2 separate regions of the Drosophila melanogaster genome follow, and region 2 is linked to region 1. The links are chromatin contacts, called in public Hi-C maps. All regions are on one chromosome and are shown on one strand. The core of a region is the stretch at or near the end of the contact, and the rest is flanking DNA. Distances in the headings are between cores, read along the strand shown. Region 1 holds the start of CG18131. Region 2 holds the start of Rab3GAP1 (RAB3 GTPase activating protein subunit 1).

What was found. Hi-C and Micro-C count contacts between places; a contact is called where the count stands out from the background.
Region 2: a Hi-C map of the S2 cell line shows a contact between it and region 1, with 2.5 times the contacts expected there. A contact is called at or near these places in 26 of 107 Hi-C or Micro-C datasets (the Clone 8 cell line, the D17-c3 cell line, the Kc167 cell line and 9 more) and 1 of 7 datasets of targeted methods (the Kc167 cell line).

The regions. Positions count from the first base shown.
Region 1 is chr2L:1,497,655-1,502,461 of dm6, reverse strand. CG18131 reads left to right here and starts at 1,854. Exons shown (of 4, transcript NM_164422.3): 1 at 1,854-2,053; 2 at 2,260-2,348; 3 at 2,417-2,904; 4 at 3,041-4,007. The coding sequence starts at 2,270. The coding sequence ends at 3,796. CG7420 reads left to right here. Exons shown (of 4, transcript NM_001272942.2): 2 at 278-529; 3 at 590-1,363; 4 at 1,426-1,678. The coding sequence ends at 1,548. It overlaps CG31661, which reads right to left. Exons shown (of 1, transcript NM_164420.2): 1 at 3,879-4,807. The coding sequence ends at 4,027. It also overlaps asRNA:CR44064.
Region 2 is chr2L:1,608,850-1,613,669 of dm6, reverse strand. Rab3GAP1 (RAB3 GTPase activating protein subunit 1) reads left to right here and starts at 2,513. Exons shown (of 5, transcript NM_134764.3): 1 at 2,513-3,915; 2 at 4,012-4,184. The coding sequence starts at 2,599. It overlaps CG14352, which reads right to left and starts at 2,260. Exons shown (of 2, transcript NM_134765.3): 1 at 1,802-2,260; 2 at 1,094-1,664. The coding sequence starts at 2,162. The coding sequence ends at 1,270. It overlaps haf (hattifattener), which reads right to left. Exons shown (of 10, transcript NM_001272945.2): 10 at 4,281-4,820. RFeSP (Rieske iron-sulfur protein) reads left to right here. Exons shown (of 3, transcript NM_001272947.1): 2 at 247-626; 3 at 682-1,241. The coding sequence ends at 900.

The sequences.
Region 1 (4,807 bases), core at 605-3,104:
CTATAACATATCATTCAAGTCCTCGTTAAACCTTCGAAATCATTGTTTTACCACTTTTCTTATACTATATAAAAAGCCTATCTGAGAAGCCTAATATCTTTATATCTCTTAGCCATTCTAACGATAATTGCTTATCAACTTGCGTCTGAAACTACATTACTCTCTGCAAGGGTATGACAAGAAAGAAACAGAGACATCGCCACGGTGCATTTGCATTGCAAATTAATGAGTGATTTCCTTGGCTTGGGTTCTCGCCCCTTTTTTCGCCATGTCTTAGGGTGCCAATTCTCACGGCCAGCTCGGCCTTGGCTTTGAGTCCGAATTGTGCATGACACCGCAACGGGTGGCCAAGTGCTCCTTCGCCCCCGCCCAGGTTCGCTTGATTCGTGGAGGTGGTGGCCATGTTCTCATCCTCGACACAAGCGGACGGATTCATGCCTGCGGATGGAACAATCGTGGTCAACTGGGACTGGATTCCACGGAGGAGTGCCACAGCGAGTTCAAGATGATCCCCACGGAATACTTCGGGGTGAGTAAGCCTATGATCGCTTCTCCTAGAAACCCATAATCTCTAACAATAAAATTACAGGATGTTCCTGTGGAAACCATTAGCTGTGGCTGGGACATTTCGGGAGCCATCACGTTGACCAAACGCCTGTTTGTCTGGGGCTCCAATGCCTTTCAGCAGCTGGGAATTTGTCAGCGCGGCTTTACTGCCGTGAGAAGACCAATGCCAGTAAAGCTTCCACGCGAAGAACCCGCCCAGAGGATCAGCTTCGGCCTGCGCCACTGTGCCGTCCTTACGCAAGACAACAAAATCTACGTTTTCGGACGATTGAGGATTATGGACCCTCCGCCCATCGAGCTGGATATCACGGCCACCTGCCTGCACCGCTGCAATACGGTGAAGATACAGGTCCACAATCCCAACGAACTGCGGATAGTTTCCATTTCGAGTGGTCAGAACCACATGGTGCTCAAGTGCGCGGATCTAAGCGAAACGGGTGGAGGCAGCACCAAAAGAATCCTTACCTTGGGTGACAACAAGTTTGGCCAGTCCAACGCCTTTCAGTTTGAGGAGGATGTGCGTCAGTTGGCCGTGGGTTGGACCCACAATGCAGCTGTGCTCAAAAACAACGAGATCCTCGTATGGGGTCGCAATTGCTACGGTCAGCTGGGAATGGGTTCGTTCAGCGAACAGCAGGCAATACCCACGCCACTTCGCCTGAAGCTTCCTGAGGATCAGGGTCCTGCCAGAATTCACATGGGCGCCGAGCACGGTCTACTGAGGACTACGGCAGGAGAGGTCTACACCTGGGGATGGAACGAGCATGGGAACTGCGGCAACAACAGCACCGAAAATGTGTAGGAACCGACCTTAGTCCACAAAAATAAGTACATATTTACATTAATTTACTTTTCCAGTTGCACCCCAACTCTTTTACAACTGCCACCAGTGAAATTGTGCGGCGCAGGAGCAGGATTTTGTTACGCGATCACAGAGCCCGTAATCTAACTTTAAGTCCATGTGATGTCCTTCTGGTTTAGCTTATGACCCATTGTAAAATGTTCGTGTACGGCTTTGTTAAAACTTTTAAATAAAAATACTACTGTTATTGATGAAATGAAAAAGCACGAGTTGGAACTACAAATAGTGAAATAAACCGAGTTATCCTTGATATATTATACTAATTCTGATGACACTTTTACGTCAAGCACTTATTTAAATTTACTAGAAGCTCTTTGTTGGGCGGCTACACACATATGAACGGTCACATTGCGGTCACACGTATGAACATGATTTGATATTTACATAGTTTCCTAAATATTCCGATTATGAGTTAGATATTTAAATGAACTCTCTTATTATGGTCATATCATATTTAACTGCCATATCTGAAGGCTTTTCTTTAATAACATTAAGACCAACCAATCAGTGTTGCAAAATAGTCCAGTGCTGCCCATCATCCTTATGCCAGAATCTTTTTTACCGGTCACATTTCTTTTCTTCTTGCTTCACTTCGCCAGTAGGTGACGTTCGTTGTGGTGCGGGGTAAGTTAATTAATTGTTTACTGCGTAATCCAAGCCAGTCTTCATAAACAAACTGGGTGCATATTGACTGGGCTTTTGCTCGATTACCAAGGCTTTTCTATTGTTTTTATTCAGTGAGCTGCGGTACACAGCAGGCGACGGTTGATCAACTTTATTGAAGTCAGGCATATTGTTCGTTCCTCCAAATTTATAGTTTATGTTTTTAGAAGCCGCACGATGTCCGAGAATGCCAGCAACAAGAGCCAGCTTATATCTAATGACCTAGACGAAGATGAGACTGCGGCCGCCACTCAAGGTAGAACTTTCGAGTGAACTTCAGGGTCTCATTGATGCTTATAATGCTACCAATTTACCCCTCCTCAGTCAACATATCCAGTCAGCTGGCCAAGAAAATATGGGGCGTAACATCCAACGACATTTCCCTGGGTCTCGTGGAGGCGTCTGAGGAAGCTGTGCCCAATTTTCCAAGTGGATGCGAATCAGGAACGGGGTGTGAAATGGGATCTGCCAGCAAGCCAGCGGCCAGCGAAAGTGTCAGCAAGCCAGCGGCCGTCGACAGTGCCAGCATTTACGTAACCGAGGTGGAGCGCGTTCTCTACGGAGATACCATCGGTTACCCGGAGAACGGCACTCATAACTACTTCAAGGCCGCCGAAAACTACTCCCTGTTCGGGGAGAGCTTCCTTGACTTTCCCAAGGACATGGCCAGCTGCCTTGCGGGCCTGAAACCGATGGTGAGTCAAGCTTGGAGTTCCCACCCGGGATACGAACGATCCGTCAAGTCGGTGCCTCTATATGAAAGAAGACAAGCTACTCCGGAACATGAAGGCGCTGCCTCCAACTTGCCGGGGGTAAGCTATGAGCAACCAGGCGCGAATCTATTAAACGGTTATCGGGTTTTTTTTGAAAATAGTTTAGAATTGCGTATCTATCTCACATACTATAAATATCCTATGCTAACTGCCATACATTTATTTTGTGTTTCAGAGCGGCTTTCAGCAACAACAAAGACAGATCCCTCAGCATCAGCAGCAACATCAGCAGCAGCAACATCATCAGCAGCAACATCATCAGCAGCAACATCATCAGCATCAACAGCAGAAACATCAACAGCAACAGCAGCAACATCAACAGCAGCAGCCACATCGTCAACTTGGCACCGAAAGCCACAATCGCAACTCGGTTAAAAATTTCAATGAGATACCATTTCCCCAGTTTTACCATCAGATGCGACACCAAGCGCCGCCACAGCCGCAGTTGAATGCGCCACGCAGCCACCATCATATCCACATGCCACAAAAGCAGCAGCAGGTGGCACCACAGCCACCACCGCAACAGCAGCAGCAGCAGCAGCAGCAACAGCAGTATCAGCAGCAGCTTCACCGTCCAAGTGTCGGGGATCTAGCTGCATTGTCCAACGCCAATCCCAAGGACTTTGCTCTGCTGTATCAGCAATTGATCGCTCGAAATCTGCGTCAAGCTTCGCAGCACAACCAGCAACACTCGCAACAGGCTGCCCCGCAACAACCTCAGGCTCCTAACAATGCTGCTGCTGCTGCAGCCATGATCTACAAGAATCTGGAGTTTCAGCAACAAGTGCAGCTGCGACAATTGCAACAGCTGCATCAGCAGCAGCAGCAGCAGCAGCAACAGCCTCGCATGCCACGTGGCATTTATGGGGGCAACGGTGGTCAGCAAACCGCACAAAATGGAAAGGAACATCAAGTTGGAACCCACAAGTAACACCAAATAGCTAAGAGGTCAGATTTCCTAATGTCCAATCGATCGGAATTAACGCCCATTAACAATTCACATTTATTTGTCCAACTTTTACAATGTAATTGAATTTTTTTCTGTCATTGCCATTTATACAATTGGTAATATTTGTTTACCAAATTATAGTCCGAATATTTTTTTAAATAAATTCACTTATCACGCAAGGTGTGATAGTCATAATAAAATGAATAATCCCCTCATACAGCCGGTGCTATGCCCATTCTTCTCCTAGCCCAATCGAACTCCACATAGTTCTCCCGCATGAAGGCATCACCGAGTATCCAGTACTGCAGGCCTAGCATGTCCATAAAGGCGGAGAAGCAAAAATTATCGTACCTGATGACGTAGGTATGTGGCTTCACGAAGAACTCCTTGCCAGCAATGCCAAAGACGATGATCGGAAGTTGGGGAATCGATTCACAGGCGACGGTGTACAGGTTATAGGTTTTATTGTGCTCGGCTCCGATGTCCTTGTTGATGTAGAGGACTTCCAGGACAGGACCAACGATCAGGGAGGTTCCCGTGTCCATGATGGCCTTGTTCCCCGTGCGGGAGCTCCTGGAACCCTTGCCATGGACCGCTATGAAGTCCAGCTTGAAGCTCCAGTACTTGGCCTCGGTCACATTTGTATAGGTCAACGGACCGTAGTACAGACTCGAGTTCGATCCACCGAGTATCATGGAGCCCCCATCACTGGACCCACTTTTCAGATGAAACGAGAAAATTGGCTGCTCCACCAACTGTTGGTCAATCATTTGCTGGAAAGAAGGGACCGATTTGGTCATAGAGAGTTGCTGAAAGGCGAAGCCAGCGATTCCATCGAAAACGGAGCAGGAGTCCGATATGTTGACCAATCCAATGCCTTGGTTCTGGATCTTTAGATCGCCGAAGCCAACATTATCCGAGGCCACGATTCCCTTCACGGAGCCCGATCCGTAGGTGATGCTAAATGGAGTTCCACTTGACCGAAAGGATTTG
Region 2 (4,820 bases), core at 1,264-3,763, 110 kb before region 1:
TTGGCACCTCTGTCTGCAAGGGACGCCAAGTTATGCCAAGTTGGCCCAAGATGCCCTGTGTCGGCTATAAGAAATATACCTTCAGCCTTGACAACCCCAAAACAATGTTGTTTACACTCTTCACTGCCCACCACACAAAAAATTTATGATTATATCAGCAACACTGCTCTGCAAACAAGCACAAGGATCTATAGAACCTCTGCACTTCGATCAATGGATAATTAATGATTCCCTCCTTCCTTTCAGCCAATCGCCAGGCACACACCGACCTGCAGGTGCCAGACTTCTCGGCATACCGCCGGGAGTCCGTGAAGGACAGTCGTCGTCGCAACGACACCGCCGAGGAGCGCAAGGCCTTCTCCTACTTGATGGTCGGCGCCGGAGCCGTGGGCGGTGCCTATGCGGCCAAGGGCCTGGTTAACACCTTCATCGGATCGATGAGCGCCTCCGCCGAAGTGCTGGCCATGGCCAAGATCGAGATCAAGCTGTCCGACATCCCGGAGGGCAAGTCGGTTACTTTCAAGTGGCGCGGAAAGCCCCTGTTCATCCGCCACCGCACGGCCGCGGAAATCGAGACCGAGCGAAATGTGCCCACATCCACGCTGCGCGATCCGGAGGCTGATGATGTAGGTACCGTGGAGTGGGTCGATTCGCTAATGCTGTTACCCATTTCCTCTTTAGCAACGTGTGATCAAGCCCGAGTGGCTGGTGGTCATCGGAGTGTGCACGCATCTGGGCTGTGTGCCCATCGCGAACGCCGGCGACTGGGGTGGCTACTACTGCCCCTGCCACGGCTCCCACTACGACGCCTCCGGAAGGATCCGCAAGGGACCCGCGCCCCTCAACTTGGAGGTGCCCACCCACGAGTTCCCCAACGAGGGTCTTCTCGTGGTCGGCTAGAGGAGCTGTTATCGTTTAAGCCCCCAACTGCATAGTGAATGGATCGATGTAAATTAATAAATACAACCAAACAGAACGACCGAGCATAAACGAGCAATTCATTCGAACTGAGGAGGAATAAATGTGAAGGGCTTAAATCCAGCAGCCTAAATCCAGCTTACTTGTTAAAATGTAGACGAATCTTTAGAAGTTTGACAGACATTATTAAATCTTTTGAAGATGTAATTGTTTGCTTCTGGTTTCAAAAATCAAGGAGTGTACATGAGTTTCTTTCGATAATCTTTTGTTTAACTAGGACTATAGTAATTACTGAAGAGCACTGACATTATGAAGACAAGAATAAATTAACTTATCCTAGCTAGCAATTCCTTAGGATGAAGCCTTGCTTTGCGCGACTTTGCGTCGTTTTTCGAGTATTTCCGCTTCGAGAAGTTCGTTTTTCAGGCGCATATTGCGCAGCTCCACCTTTCGCTGCTCCAGCTCGTATTTCTGCTTCTCCATCTCAAGCTTGTGCTTCTCGGCTGCCCGGGCGTTTTCGCATCGATAGTACTCCTGTTGCAGCCTGATCAGAACGACTTTTTCATCCTTCAGGGTATTCGTGGCATCCTCTTCTGAGCTCACATCGACTGACTCTTCATTTACATTCAGAGCTGAGTAGTTTGGTCTGTCAACTGAGTAGCTTGAGTTATTCGGCACGAGCTTGACTTCGGTAGAGGCGCTTCTGAGGCTTTTTCGGTTCAATTCCGATTCGAAATAGGTACTACCTGCAAGATGTTTTTAGAGTTTATTAGAGATAAAGCACTGAAATATTGCTGTAGAAGAACCTATCATGGTAAGACTATTAAGGTACATCTTGTCAACTACCACGTTCATGCTTTTGATCCTGCCATCCTTTACTCACTTTCTTCATTATCAGCAGCTGCAGCCAGCGAAGAAACTCCCGAAATGGACAAATTCTGCACCGAATCTGATGCATTGTCAGTCTTTGCCTCCTCGTCACTCAGTGTTCCGTTCTTTCGCATCATCCGCAGGTTGTTGGTGTACTTCTCTCGCAGAGCCTGCCAAGAACGCTCTATTCCGGTCTGAATGGCGAAGTCCGCCTCAATTTGCTTCCACGCCTCCGATTTCTTCCTCCAAATGGCCGGATCCTTCTGCTTGTTGCGGATCACGTCGCGATGCGCCAGGATCAGGTTCTCCAGGATCTCCTCCTCCTCAATGGTGAAGTTCTTCGCACGGGCCCTTACTCGCTTAGCCGCAAACATTGCGTATGTAATTAAATTTCCCTTCGCAAAGACAAAATTAAAAATTTGGTAAACAAAAAGCTGTTTGGTTGCGAGTCGTGAGTTGCCAGATCTTTTGATGTTAAGCAGGGATGGATGACAAGAAAAGTTTCAAATTCGGCGGTCCGTTTAGAAAAATACTAAGCTCCGTTAGTTCAAAATAATTAATGAATTACTGGAGCGCACTTGCCAACTTAAAAGACCAATTTCAAGCTACTTATATAAATAGGTGGTCCTTAAGTTATTTTTAAGTTTAAATAAATAACAAAAATTTGGTTCCTTTCCAACACTCTTTCCGATGGCAGCCCTAACCATCAGCTGATATGGCCGATCACAACGCTCTGGCAACGCTGTCCATTGTTGTCTACGATTTTAGTTTGTTGTCCTTTGTTTATTTACGCCTTTAAATTCCTGTAAAATGGCCGAAGAAATCGACGATAACGAGTTTTACCGGGAGAACTTCAGTGCGGATTCCGACTGGGAGGTGTTCAACGCCCAGCTGGGCGAAATCCTTCAAAAATGGGACGTATCGTCGGATTCCGAGACCAGAAATCTTAAATCCGAAGAAATCTTCAGCTGCAATTGGAAGGTGGAGCGGGAGAAGCTGGACATGTTGAGGAATGGCATTGAGGTGGAGTATCACCAGGCCATACTGGAGGATGAGGAACTCGTCAGAGCGGAGGCGAAGGAGATCACCTGCCTGCAACGCACCAGTTGCCACCATGATCTCATGTCCACTGGGAATAGCTTTGGTCCTCCAATAAGAAGCTCACAGGAGCTGCACATTCTGGCCAGGATCTACGGGCTAAGGAGGTTCATTGTCCTGCACCCCGTGAATCCAACTCTGAACTACATGAGGTCCACCTCGGAGTTCAACTTCTTCCTGAGCGCCGTCGCCGTTGTGTCTGCCGAAGTTCAGAGCTTAGTGCCCATCTTCGTCCAGATCTACGATCCCAAATGGAACTACTATACGGGCGTGGCCCTGGCTCCTGCTCTGAGAACCAATTTCAGGCTGATTGGACTGGAGAAAGCCCCGCCAGAATGTCGGTTTCTGATGGGTTTGCTTACCCTGTTCAGGGAAAAGGTGCCTACTTCCTACACCCAGGCGGCCATGATTTCAGTTTGCACCACCTACGCTCTGGACACCATGCGCATCCGCATGCCCATGTACGTGCCCTTCGACCACGGCCTCAGCTCCGAGGATATCGTAGTGGATGGAGAAGTTTCGCATCTGGAAGTACAGCAGTTCTGTGCCCTCCCACATGGCTACAAGCCCGAGTCCCGCACGGAAATCTACCTGGTCTACACCTGGCCAGAGCTGTCCGAGCACGTGGCCTTTGATAGCGAACAGAGGAGTGACTTTGTGCCCGCCAAAGCTCCGCTGGGAAAAATCTACCTATCAGTTGAGGCCTCTTCCTATCTCTCCTGCTGCCTAAGGGATTACCAATCGGTGGCCGAGGTTACCAGGTCCCTGGAGTCCTTTGTGGGCAGAAACTTCTCCGGCACTAGCAGCGGAGCTGAGGCCGCGTCAAATCCCTTGGACCGCATTACGGAGCACAAGCTGACCAAGCGTAGGGAACGCAGCTTTGAGTTGCCCTCGCAGGCGGGATTAACCAAGCGACTACCTGGTCCCATGACCGAAAGCGAGTTGAGCGAGCTATTGGCGTATCTGTTCCCCGATATGCATCCCGAGATGGCGTTGTTCCCCTACGCCAAAAAGAACTTTACGGATAAGGTGAGTGAAGCTTCGAGAAATGATAGTCTAGTCTGCAGTCCAATAATCATTTTGTAGTTAAACTATACTTCTTACCTCATTTTTGCCATTTTTCAGTTCGACCCCATGCGGATTAAGAGTGCTGTTCCCGATTCGTTGGTCTGTCGCCTCAGTTGTCTGCTGGCCACCTGCCACGCCCACCTAGGCAGCGTCGAAGGCATGGCCCAGGTATGGGCGGCCTTCACCCGCCAGCTCCGTTTGCTGTGGGATAATTCGCTCATGGTGCCCGGGTAAGTAAAACGCCATATCAGCCGACAGATAGTAACAAAAATATGCTTTATTCGGAACTTGATGCGTACGAACTAAGGACCAAAAACGAAACGTTTCGTAAATTGTCTAGTAAATTTAGTTGCTAATCTGTGAAGCCGCAAAGTTAACACTTGAATTGGATTTACATTTAACAGTATAACGCACATTTAATATGGAATCGTGTACTATAACTCTAACTGCGTTGAATTGGTGGTGTTATCTCCTCAAAATCGGTTGGTGTCTTCGTTTTTAGTGTTATCCTAGAGAGGAGCTCCTTTCGGGGTAAGTGCTCCACTGTTCTCCTAGTTAAAGGATGTATATATTTTTGTGGCTGGCAGTTTTGGTGTCACCGATTATCGTTAATATTGCTCATCGCTCGGTTATCGTTTTTCTTCCAGTGCAGCTAAACTAAATTTAAGCACGTGCTCTCCTCCCGTTTCGTTTTATCATTTTTCTCAGTGTGCTAAGGCAGTTGAATTAAATTGTAAACGCTAACACTAAGTTTGATTTAAAGTTTCTTATGCTAATTGCGGATATTGGTTCCTCTACTTCTCCTTAGGCTTGCTTTAAAGTGAAACGTTCAACGGAAACATATTTAGTTAGTTTTTTTTCTCTGA